Regions from separate parts of the Mus musculus genome. Here regions 1 and 2 are each linked to region 3. The links are chromatin contacts, called in public HiChIP or PLAC-seq maps. All regions are on one chromosome and are shown on one strand. Each heading gives the region's core, a stretch centred on a gene start, on an enhancer-like site or on the middle of the called end of the contact. The rest is flanking DNA. Distances are from core to core; before and after follow the strand shown.

Region 1 (3,850 bases), core at 1,129-3,628, 230 kb before region 3:
CTAGAAGGTATATAGGGACAGGCCTGACTGCAGAGCTTGTTTATAGGTGCGTAGGGCTCCCACAGCAGGATCTGGACAGGAAGTGTGACTGCAGCACATGGCCGTTCTCTAGGCCCTGGCCGTGTCCCTTAAGCCAAAGGTGATCAGCCAAGGCCAATCTGGAGACAGGATTTATTAGTAAGAGCAGCAAAGTGCTTTCACTTTGTTGTTCTGCCAGTGCAGATCTAGACTCTAGGTGTGCATGCGTGTGTACAAGTGTGTAGTAGTGAGCTTGTGGACCCTGGTAGAAATCTCGCATGAGAGGCTGGAAAAGCCGTGCGTGAGGTGGTCTCCCTGTGTCCTGAGCCTGGAGTCAGCAGCACTGCCAGCATGGCTCTGGGCGTAACTGGCAGCTTCTCTGCTTTGTCCCTTTTACTCCCTTTTTGTTTACAACAAAACAACTCCCCATGTTGTAAGTTACAGAGCCATGCTTTCCTATAGGAAAGAAGATATAACCCTTCACTTACCTTCTCTCTCAGAGATGGTGTCCCGTTTTGAAGTGGGGTTCTCCAAACTGCCACCTGAGCTACACAAGGGTTTGGCTTAATTAAGTGAAAACAGAGGCCCGTTGGGAGGGACATTAGAAACAGCTACCACACAAAAGTGGTTTCAGTTTCCACAACAAAACTGTGACCTGGGCAGCATGCCTTGCTCTGTACAGCAAGCTACTGTCCTCCTCTGGCTAACACAGAAGCCTTTGCAAAGTCTGGCCGTCTGCTGTTGGGATCAGGGGGACCAAGTCCAGACAGACCTTAAAATTCTGAGAGCCACTGTTGAAGACCTAAGATGTCCCGGGCTTCCCACACTTCACCCAGTGCAGCCTTCAGGAGCTTTGCTATTATTATTGGTTTTGGTTGGATTGACAAGTCTTGGGCCAGTTTTGGTGCAAGCCATCCCAGTTGTAGCTCCCAGTGTCTGTCAGCTGTGGAGCTGATGGGTACAGTCTAGGTGCAGCCTGGCTCCTTGCCATCAGCAAGTGGAGTTTCTTAGCTAAAAACCATTCTCACTGAGGTCCCTTCCTAGAAAAGGATTTACTGTGCAATTTAAGCCACCAGGGGTTGTCAGGAGTTGGACTGTGGTCAGCCAGCATAGCCATGCTCCATATTGTGTTGGTGATGAGGCGAGAACTAAATGCAGTTTGAGTTGCTGGCTCTGTGTGTTTGCGTGCGTGCGTGCGTGCGTGCGTGCGTGCGTGCGTGCGTGCTGTGGACTGCCTACATGCTTGGTAAGCTCTTTATTGCTGAGCCATGAGTTCAGGATATGTAGCCCGGGCCCCCCCCCCCCCTGCCCCCTTTTTAAAATTTTTTTGCAGGCTATTCTGTGGCCTTAAAGTTTGTTCTGAAGAGGGAGCTGCATTTGGTAAAGGGATTAGTGGCATTTTGCATTTGTTTGTGGATTCCACATACAACGCAGTCATTAAAAAGAAATTATTCAACATGAGAAGAGTCATGAATAAAACAAACATTTCTTTCCTCCTCTTTCTTGCTCAACTTGACCCTGCCTAGTAGTGCTGTGGAGTGTTGCCCTTTTCACAGAGCATGGCTTGTCATTCCCAAAGCTAGAGCCTGCATCTAAGCCTGCTGCTGGCCTGCCTTCCTCACCGCCCTCCCCCACCCCCGCAACTAATTCATGTGTTGAGGTTTTGGTGGATCTCACCATGGGAATTTGAGGTATCTGTGGGCACGTATAGAAGCTGGGGTTCTGAGGTCTCTTTTGTGGCTCTTGTTCAGCACCAGACCCACATCCCACCTACTGCATGTGGCCAGAGTCTGAGCTTCTGTAGGCCTGAAGGCAAAGCCCATCAGCTTATTGGCAGTATCCAGAGCTGAGCCTCTGTCAGTCTTACTGTGGCCTTGGTTGGTAAGGTCATGTATCTGTTAGCTTTAATGACAGGAAAAATTAGAGAGGCTTTTTTTCAAGATAGAAAATGGGCTGCCAGAGAGAATGGACTTGCCATTTCAGAAGGCAGCTGTGGTGGGTGTCTGACTTGGCTGCGTAGGTGACAGGGTTGTACATTTTGCAGGTAGGGCCTTGGTAGGGCCTCTGAGGAGCCTGTTCTACAGAGATGGTTCTGTGGCTGGGCTGCTGGGTAAATGTAGGATGTTTGCTGTGGGTTGCACACTTCCCTGTGTGGTGGTGACATTCTGGGAGCAATATGGAAAGTTTTTAGCATGCTATTCCAAACAGTTCATGTTTTCTTTTTGATATGAACACCATAAATGACTGTTCTGTTGCTTTGTGCACGGGGAAGTGTCTAGTGAGTGACCCATCTCACGGGGATGCAGTTGCTGGTGTGCAGTGTTTCATAAGCCATGTTTCCTTAGGGCTCAAAGAAGGTGGCAAGAGGAAGAAGCAGAAGCAGAAAGAGGACTTGAAGAAGAAGAAGTCGACCAAAGGGAACCATTAGGCTGGACTTGGCGGCAGCCGCGGCAGCCACTGTGTGTGTGTGTGTATGTGTGTGTGTGTGTGTTGCGCATGTGCATGGCAGCGGCATCCTTTAAATGTCGCCCAGGGTCACTTGGCTTAGCAGGATTATGGACGTGTGCCCACGGATCGGTAGGATCCAAGGGTGTTGGAGACAGAGGCAACAATCCCGGGTAGCTGGTATAAGTTTGTGACACAGCCTGAGCCTTGTAACTCTGATTTTTCCCAGCACTAAATCCATAGCTTTTTCCTCGAGTTGTAAGGGTCTGCCTCATTCTTTTCAGCAGCCCAAGCCCTGCTTTGAGCTCTGAGGTATTTGTAGTTGTAGGAGTCCATAGGGTCCAGTAGGGAGCTAGGTATGTGTTGATGATAGACTACCTCCTGGCGGTGGTACAGTGCGCAGTTTTAAGTACAGCGGAACTTAGAGGTAAAGTAAGCTGTGCCTTGAGCCATGGGCGTCAGGATGCTTTTGATTCAGGGTACTCTGGCAACACTTAAGGCTATCAGGAGTCACTTCAGATAGAGTCTTTCCTTATTTATTGTTCAACTTTTAATCTTCTCCAGGTGGTCAAAAATTGACACCAAATATAGTTTAGTTTTTGGGAAACCTCATCTTTTCTTCTTGGAGAAATATTTGTCCTTTTTCAGTCAAAAGGTTTTGCTTAGCAATACCATTTCTAGTAATGATAGGTCAGTGTGCTACTGGCTATTAACACAAACACACAGCACACAGAGGCGCGTGCAGAATAATCAGCTAGGAAGCAAGAAGCTCATAAGGGCCCCTTCACAAGCTTCGACCCCATAGTCCATGCCGCGCTGTCACCTAACCTGTGGTTTACATCGAGCACCAGGGAATTCTGATGCCACCTCACTTCTGGGCTGCACGTGTCTCTTGGCAGTGTCACTTCCTTTTGGCCATGAGGATCTATTGTTCGAACTTTGTCCCCTTGGCAATGAGCACACGATGAACAGTGTTGGTGAGCTTGAGATGGGTCCGCGGTGTGGAAAGGGGAAGGGAAGCGTTGTGAGTTCTGGGCACTGCCGTAGCTAGGAGCCGGGACAGGACCCACCCGGGTTTTGAGGAAGTGACCACAAAGTGTTTGCTGAGTTTGCTTGGTTTTGGTGGGAGGTGGTGTGGGCACTTATGGAGTATGGATTGGTGTTAATGTGTGTTGTGAAAATGTGACCCTCAAGGAGGAATGTATTTTAGTGCTACTGACGTAAATAAAATGTAAACGTCACTGAGTCCAGCTCTCTTGTGGTCATTCCCTGTCTGTAAGTTGCACTGTTACTATGAAAAATAAAAGCAGGTCTTGTATTGTTTTTTTAAATACAGTTTTATACATTTATTTTTGTGTGTGTATGTGCAAGGGTGTGCTCTGGTGCA
Region 2 (3,854 bases), core at 1,059-3,558, 150 kb before region 3:
ACTATCATATCATCTGCAAATAGTGATATTTGTATCCCCTTGATCTCCTTTTGTTGTCAAATTGCTCTGACTAGGACTTCAAGTACTATATTGAATAGGTAGGGAGAAAGTGGGCAGCCTTGTCTAGTCCCTGATTTTAGTGGGATTGCTTCCAGCTTCTCTCCATTTAGTTTGATGTTGGCTACTGGTTTGCAGTATATTGATTTTATTATGTTTAGGTATGGGCCTTGAATTCCTGATCTTTCCAAGACTTTTATCATGAAGAGGTGTTGGATTTTGTCAAATGCTTTCTCAGCATCTAACGAGATGATCATGTGGTTTTTGTCTTTGAGTTTGTTTATATAGTGGATTACTTTGATGGAATTCCATATATTTAACCATCCCTGCATCCCTGGGATGAAACCTACTTGGTCATGATGGATGATCGTTTTGATGTGTTCTTGAATTTGGTTTGCAAGGATTTTACTGAGTATTTTTGCATTGATATTCATAAGGGAAATTGGTCTGAAGTTCTCTTTCTTTGTTGGATCTTTGTGTGGTTTAGGTATCAGAGTAATTGTGGCTTCATAGAATGAATTGGGTAGAGTACCTTCTGTTTCTATTTTGTGGAATAGTTTGAGGAGAGTTGGAATTAAGTCTTCTTTGAAGGTCTGATAGAGGGACAGTAGGTTTTAATAAGTAACTTAGTTATGCTCCTCTCCCCTTTCCAGAGGATAAAAGTGGGGCTCATATTTTAATTTAGTAAATAACCAGTCACTGAGCAGGTAACTGGTATTGAAGCCCAGGATCTATTTGCCTGAAGGCTGACAATGGTAGCCACTGTGTTTCAGAGGTCTATGCTGGGACACAGCATGGGTACAGTGGCCCACTGCAAATATGGCCATCCCCCAATGTTTGATTTTCCAATTTACAGATATATATTTGGTCACTGGATGTGATGGTTCATAATAAGAAATACGGATCTGGTCTTCTCTCTATTTTTTGACATCTCAAATACAGAGGGCCTTTGTACGTTAATGAGGAAGGGCTATTAGATTGCCTGAAAAGGGGGGCTGGCTGCCAGTAGCTGATCTAGAGGATCAAAATTTCAGCTTAACCTCTGTGGAAAGGCCGGAGGTTAGTTTGGCCAACAGTTCAATAAATAATGATACATACACAATGAAGCACCATTCAAACAAGACAATGTTCAGAGAGCTTCTGGGTAGGTGAACAAATTCAGGAACAGGAGCAGAAGCACCAGCCAGCTCTCAGGACAGGAGACCCCTGCTCTGGATCCTTCCAGACCTCAGGCCGTACTTTTGCTCTTGGCTATTCTACTACTTCCTGGTTGTTGGCTTTTTTTTTTTATTTAAATTTAATTTAATTTTTTTTGAGACAGGATTTCATTATGTAGTCCCTGGAACTCACTACGTAAAGCAGGCAGGCCCCATTCTTACAAAGATCTGCCTGTCTCTGTCTTCCAAGCCGTAGGATTAAGGACCACCAGGCATGCCACCAAACCCAGCCCCTCTCCTTTCTAACAATCCAGAGAAGGTAACCAGGTGTTTCCTCAGGTTCTGTGAATGGTTCTAATAACTGACCAAATCTGAGTGGAGCCTGGAGGGGACCTTCAGTTTATGGCTCCTTGGTGACAGTACAGGCACAACCTGGAACATTTAATTAATAGTCTTGTGAGACTGGGCACTCCCTCATGGAGCTGATGCTAACTGTGCCAGTTAGGACTTGAACTGAACACCAGCTGAAATAGTGCTGGGAGTGGTAGTAACCTACACTCATTTGGTAGCCTGAAAGTCACTCCTCAGCGGAATGCGCCCCCTCCTTCACCTCTGTGTAAAGAGAGTTCCTTTCCCCCACTCCTTCATTCTCCTTGCTCCACTGCCTATCTCTCACTTCTGCACAGAACTAGTTGTGGCTGTTGCTGAAGATGCTCTCAGGTGCTGCATGGTGCCTCAGAAATCCTTCCTGGAAATCCTGTTTGTTTATGTGAAGGTCCCTTCATCCAACCTGTGGTTTGTACTCAAGAAATAAGGCACAATGCAGCCAACTCCTCTCTCTCAGGTCTATCTTCCCTATCATCCCTTCCTCCCAAATCCAGCCTCTGGGTTGCTCTGTTTGAATTAGAATAACACGTTAGTTTCAAAAAACCAAGTTACCACTGAGCCCTTTCCATGGGAACTGCCCCTTTAGAACATTTTAAAGTGAAAATTTCTATTTAATCAAATGACTCAAAACCAACAGTGAAAAGTATGCTTTGATATACGTCAGGATAAAGTGAGGTCAGTTTCCTGTTTCACTTTTTAGTGTAGTTATGCAAATTATTCTCTAGTGGACACTAAGCCAGAAAGCCTAGGGCCAGAAAGCATGAGTCACTTCAGTCCTTAGTGGTGCATTTTGTGAAATCCTGTCCACTCAAAACCATTCAGCCTCTGAGCCCTCTGATCTGAGTTCTCTCTCGCTGCAGTGTTCTGAAATGCTTGCATTTTCATGGATGCTCATGTACTGGCAATATCTTAGACTTCACACTTTCTTTCCGCAGCTGTCCATTTACTGGCAATGTTTAAGTCTTCATACTTGCTGTCTTAGCCAGGGTTTCTATTCCGGCACAAGCATCATGACCAAGAAGCAAGTTGGGGAGGAAAGGGTTTATTCGGCTTACACTTCCATACTGCTGTTCATCACTGAAGAAAGTCAGGACTGGAACTCAAGCAGGTCAGAAAGCAGGAGCTGATGCAGAGGCCATGGAGGGATGTTCTTTACTGGCTTGCTTCCCCTGGCTTGCTCAGCCTGCTCTCTTACAAAACCAAGACTACCAGCCCAGAGATGGTCCCACCCACAAGGGGCCTTTCCCCCTTGATCACTAATTGAGAAAATGCCTTACATCTGGATCTCGTGGAGGCATCTCCCCAACTGAAGCTCCTTTCTCTGTGATAACTCCAGCTGTGTCAAGTTGACACAAAACCAGCCAGTACACTTGCCTTCTGTTACTTAGGCTAGCCTTTAGAATGTTGGTCTAATTTTTTAAATAAAGGAATTTGTCATGTATTTTGAGTAATATTATATTTATCTATTTCTATGTGTTGTACATACATGTTTGAGTGCGTGCGTGTGTGTGTGTGTGTGTGTGTGTGTGTGTGTGTGTGTGTATGGATGTGTGCGTGCACGCACATGCACATGAGCAAGTACACAGAAGCCAGATGCTGACATCATGTGCCTTCCGCACTTACTCCCCATTTATTTTTGAGATGGGGGTTTCCCTGAACCTGGAGCTCACAAATGAGGCTAGGATCTCCCTGTTCCTACCTCTCAGCAGATTCAAACTGCTGTGTCTGATGTTTCCATAATGCTGGGGAATCCAAGCTCAGGCTTCCATACCCTCCATGAGAGCACTTCACTGACTGAGCCATCTCTCCAGCTCCTAGATCTTATTTCTGAAAAGTAAAATAAATACTTAACTAATTAAAATATCTTTTTGGCCTTTATATAATAAGCTAGCAGGAAAACAAACCTGCATTAGTTTCTACATGCTTTCCGTGTTTAAAAAGTAACCACTTTGGAATAGTAATATAGACATTCTTTGTCAAAGTTGAGCAAGGACCAAAGTCATCAGGAAAGCATATATAAACACAAATTGCTAGGTCTAACTTCGAGCTCCTGACTGAACAGGTCTGTGGTAAAGTCCAAGGTGGCACTTCTAACTGTTCATTTGGAGTCAATGCTGCAGGTCTGAGGTACAGACAGAACCACTGATGGAATGTCAGAGCTCCAAAAGGCCTGGAGGAGTGGTTACTGCTTTCCTTACAGCTCTACTGTAACCCCACTCAGAATGCCTGAGCTGGAAGAACACTCATAAGAAG
Region 3 (3,625 bases), core at 614-3,113:
AAAATTGTTAAGCGGAGAAAAGAAACTCTGTACTAACAGAGGCCTGAGAAAGCACACGGCAGGGAATAGGGGAAATGGCTTCCTTCATTGCTGGACACAGACTGAGCTCCAGGCTGTTTCAGCTGCCTTTTTAAGGCTCAAGGGCACTAAAAGTAAAACCATCCTGCTTCCTCTCCCCATTTTCATTTTCACCTAAAATCCCCTAGTCCCTTTGTGAAGACCAGGGCTTCACACGGTGAAAGAATGGTGGACTCACTTCTTTCAATAGGCTGACCTAGTATGTACACTAAGTCCACCCATGTTTTAACTTTCTTCCTAGTTTATTCCCCTTCTGATTTCTTCACAAGAATCAACCGGCTTTTCATTTTAATCTACTCTAATCGCCTGTGTGTTTACACTGGGTTACATTCTTTAGAGTGTACTTATATTCTCCTTTTGCATTCTCAATATAAATTAATCTGCTAGATATAAAGCTGTTCTCTTTATTTTAGTGTAATTTTTTTCTTCACATTGAATTCTAGGAGAAACTATGCTAGTGATATATAATTCTTGAACTATTAAACATGGGAGCATAAGAAAACAAGAATCTTAAGGCAATCTGCAGAGTGAAGAAGCTGATTGTGATCCTGAGAGTGTGTTTTGTAAATGGTTTTGGATTTTATGTACAGAGCCTACTTTCAGCCTGGAATCATTCTGAATGCTAGCTAGATATCTGGAGACAGGTGGACAGAAAACCAGGAACTAGTCTGAAAAAGAAACTAACCAAAGGGAAGAAGTCTGTTTAAGTTTGACCCAGCCTAGAAGACTTGAGCATTGGAGGGGTTATTCAGAGTGAGACGTACCACCTTCAGATTCAAATCCTGTCATCCAGTAGAAGGGAGCTTCAAACACAAGCTAGCTAAGATACAATGAGGTCCTTCTTCGATATCTTTATCTTCCATATACCATGAATCAAAGAAACTTCAACAACATGAGGACTGCAACAGACCTTCAAGCCTCCTTGCATGACCTGGAAATGTTTTGGGGTGTCCTGGCAGCAGTGGGATCAGCACTAACAGATAAGGGCAACTCTCACAGAGACTAAAGGTCTTAACTAAGAAGATAGCCAAGAGACCACTGGGGAGAATGCAGAGAATAGGCTTGGACTTGGAAGCCAAGATTGCTTGACAACAGACAGAAGATATTTCTGTACTTCACCCACTTTACCCACCTGGCAACTCCTGGAAACAACTGCACAAAATTTGGAGGTGAACAAACCATTAGAAACAACTGGTCCTGACAAGACACAGGAAAAACAAGCAATATGCAACATTACTGTCTGTTGTCCAGGTTGGGTGCTGGGGGTGGGAGAGGGAGTGTGTGTCTTTGTATGATCTGAAAAAACTCAGGTCAGAACATCTGTAGATCCTTACAGACATACAAAAGAATCCTAGCCTCTTATTCATGTGTGTGTGTGTGTGTGTGTGTGTGTGTGTGTGTGTGTGTGTGTGTATGTGTGTGTCGTCTGTCATGCGCGCGTGCCTGCGTTTAAATAACATCAGCTTTAGCTTCTCTTTCTCCTTATAAAACATTGTGAATTTCAGTTTTCTTTCCCATCAAGACATGCTCAAGTGCTGAGTCACTTTTAAAGAAAAAAAAGAAGAGTGCTCATGCTTCTTAGGGCTAGCCTCAAGGATGACTTAAGCACACTTTCCCCTTCCTAGTTGTGATTCTTTCGATGCTAAACGACGTCACATTGTGCAATCTTAATAAGGTTTCCAATCAGCCCCACCCACTCTGGCCCCACCCCCACCCTCCAACAAAGATTTTTATCAAATGTGGGATTTTCCCATGAGTCTCAAAATTAGAGAGTTGACTCCTAATAAATATGAGACTGGGGATGTCTGTAGCTCATTCTGCTCTGGAGCCCACCAAGAACGATAGTCAATTCCAGAAACCGCTATGAAGTTCCTCTCTGCAAGTAAGTGAAGGCAGTTCCTTGCCCTCTGGCGGAGCTATTGAGACTGTGAGAGAGGAGTGTGAGGCAGAGAGCCAGCATTGTGGGTTGGCCAGCAGCCATCAGCTAGCAGCAGGCGCCCAACTGTGCTATCTGCTCACTTGCCGGTTTTCCCTTTTCTCCACGCAGGAGACTTCCATCCAGTTGCCTTCTTGGGACTGATGCTGGTGACAACCACGGCCTTCCCTACTTCACAAGTCCGGAGAGGAGACTTCACAGAGGATACCACTCCCAACAGACCTGTCTATACCACTTCACAAGTCGGAGGCTTAATTACACATGTTCTCTGGGAAATCGTGGAAATGAGAAAAGAGGTGGGTAGGCTGTGAAACTGATGAAGACCCAGTGTGGGCGTCCATTCATTCTCTTTGCTCTTGAATTAGAAATTCTCTGCTGGGATCTAGGGCCCTTAGGATTTGAAGCTAAAGGTCAGACTAGACTGTGTTCTCTCTTTCTCACCTCTTTGCTGGTTTTGAGTGGAGGTTGGGAAGGGGTTCCTTTCCTGTCTGGAAGATACAGAATGTGACTGCATTTCTAGAAAATTCACAGTGGGCCATTCTCTGTTCCAATTTAGCTATTGCTTCTTAGGTGGGGATTCCTTTTCCCTCATTATTCCTTTTTCCTTATCTCTTTGCCTTCATTTATCCCTTGAAGTCTACAAGGACCAGAAAGTGCTTTTTGGCTGAATGTAGTAAGTTCTGTGTGTGTGAAATCAGGATGCTCTAGGGTCAGCCCAGATAAGATGCATATTGTATAGAGCCCAATAAAGTGCTAACACACACACACACACACACACACACACACAACCTAGATTAGGCTGGGCATGGTGGTGGATGCCTCCCAGCACTTGGGAGGCACACGCAGGAAGATCTCTGTGAGTTAGAGGCCAGCTTGGTCTACATATTGAGTTCCAGGATATCCAAGACTACATTGAGAGATCCTTTCTCAAAAAAAAAAAAAAAAAAAAAAAAACAACAACAACAAACAAACAAACAAACAAGAAAAAAAAAACCCAACCAACCCTACCTAGATTAAAATATCTCCCATCTTTAAATGAAAAGTATTTTGACTCTGCTTGACAGAAAGGAAAAAAAAAATCACAAACAAGATTAATAGCCTAGGTCTGGGTGTGTAGAACCAACTTTGTAATCTTGGGAAAATCCTCAACTATTTAGTACTCTTTATCTGCATAATTATGGAGTTACAGATAATGGCACAGACCCTTCCAGATGGAATATTCTGTGACTTAAATTTATTTGCCCCAAGATATCATCAAAATTTCTGTCCTTTACCAAGTTCCTACTCTATGCTGGGCAGTTTTTATCGTTGAATCCTTGAGACAAATGTATAAGAGGGACATCAATAATTCTTTATTGAAACATAGGAAATACTTAGGAGAGTAACAAGCTTAAAGCCAAGGGACTGAGCCTAAGGGTGCATTTTTATTTATTGGGCTGCTTAGTAGGGTTCTAAGAAGGTATAGCTTCCCTTTTCTGTGTCCTGGCTATGAAAGAGCATGACTTGGCCCTCTAGTGGTGCTTGTTGTAAGAGGTGTTTAAGTGATTGCTCTGGTAATCTTTTGCAGTTGTGCAATGGCAATTCTGATTGTATGAACAACGATGATGCACT

The links. HiChIP or PLAC-seq counts read pairs in DNA pulled down with a chosen protein or histone mark.
Region 1: an H3K4me3 HiChIP or PLAC-seq map of microglia shows a contact between it and region 3, with 7 times the contacts expected there. The contact joins the enhancer-like site here to the promoter of Il6 in region 3. A contact is called at or near these places in 9 of 39 promoter capture datasets (3T3-L1-derived adipocytes, the HPC-7 cell line, embryonic stem cells and 5 more), 1 of 15 datasets of contacts at CTCF or cohesin (the NIH/3T3 cell line), 18 of 484 Hi-C or Micro-C datasets (B cells, the C2C12 cell line, the HL-1 cell line and 12 more), 11 of 115 datasets of contacts at active chromatin or transcription factors (the HPC-7 cell line, acute myeloid leukemia, astrocytes and 6 more) and 3 of 9 other capture datasets (adipose tissue, liver and macrophages).
Region 2: a CTCF HiChIP or PLAC-seq map of the NIH/3T3 cell line shows a contact between it and region 3, with 15 read pairs. The contact joins the enhancer-like site here to the promoter of Il6 in region 3. A contact is called at or near these places in 7 of 39 promoter capture datasets (the 3T3-L1 cell line, cancer-associated fibroblasts, cranial neural crest and 4 more), 2 of 15 datasets of contacts at CTCF or cohesin (CD8 T cells and the NIH/3T3 cell line), 8 of 484 Hi-C or Micro-C datasets (B cells, adipose-derived mesenchymal stem cells, bone marrow-derived macrophages and 5 more), 12 of 115 datasets of contacts at active chromatin or transcription factors (CD8 T cells, the HPC-7 cell line, the NIH/3T3 cell line and 9 more) and 4 of 9 other capture datasets (adipose tissue, liver, macrophages and 1 more).

The regions. Positions count from the first base shown.
Region 1 is chr5:29,782,668-29,786,517 of GRCm38.p6, forward strand. It overlaps a transcript of Dnajb6 not described here. Among named protein-coding and RNA genes, the nearest start is that of Gm5129, 49 kb to the left of the region's middle. Within about 2 kb of position 2,379, at least 6 of the 459 cell types and tissues checked have an H3K27ac peak or open chromatin away from gene starts, as enhancers often do. A contact at or near this core is called in microglia, where this site is marked.
Region 2 is chr5:29,859,368-29,863,221 of GRCm38.p6, forward strand. No RefSeq gene overlaps it. Among named protein-coding and RNA genes, the nearest start is that of Gm5129, 130 kb to the left of the region's middle. Within about 2 kb of position 2,309, at least 65 of the 459 cell types and tissues checked have an H3K27ac peak or open chromatin away from gene starts, as enhancers often do. A contact at or near this core is called in the NIH/3T3 cell line, adipose tissue, bone marrow-derived macrophages and 4 more, where this site is marked.
Region 3 is chr5:30,011,251-30,014,875 of GRCm38.p6, forward strand. It overlaps Il6 (interleukin 6), which reads left to right and starts at 1,864. Exons shown (of 5, transcript NM_031168.2): 1 at 1,864-1,960; 2 at 2,126-2,310; 3 at 3,582-3,625. The coding sequence starts at 1,942. The region is part of intron 1 of A230098N10Rik (a long non-coding RNA gene); the gene reads right to left.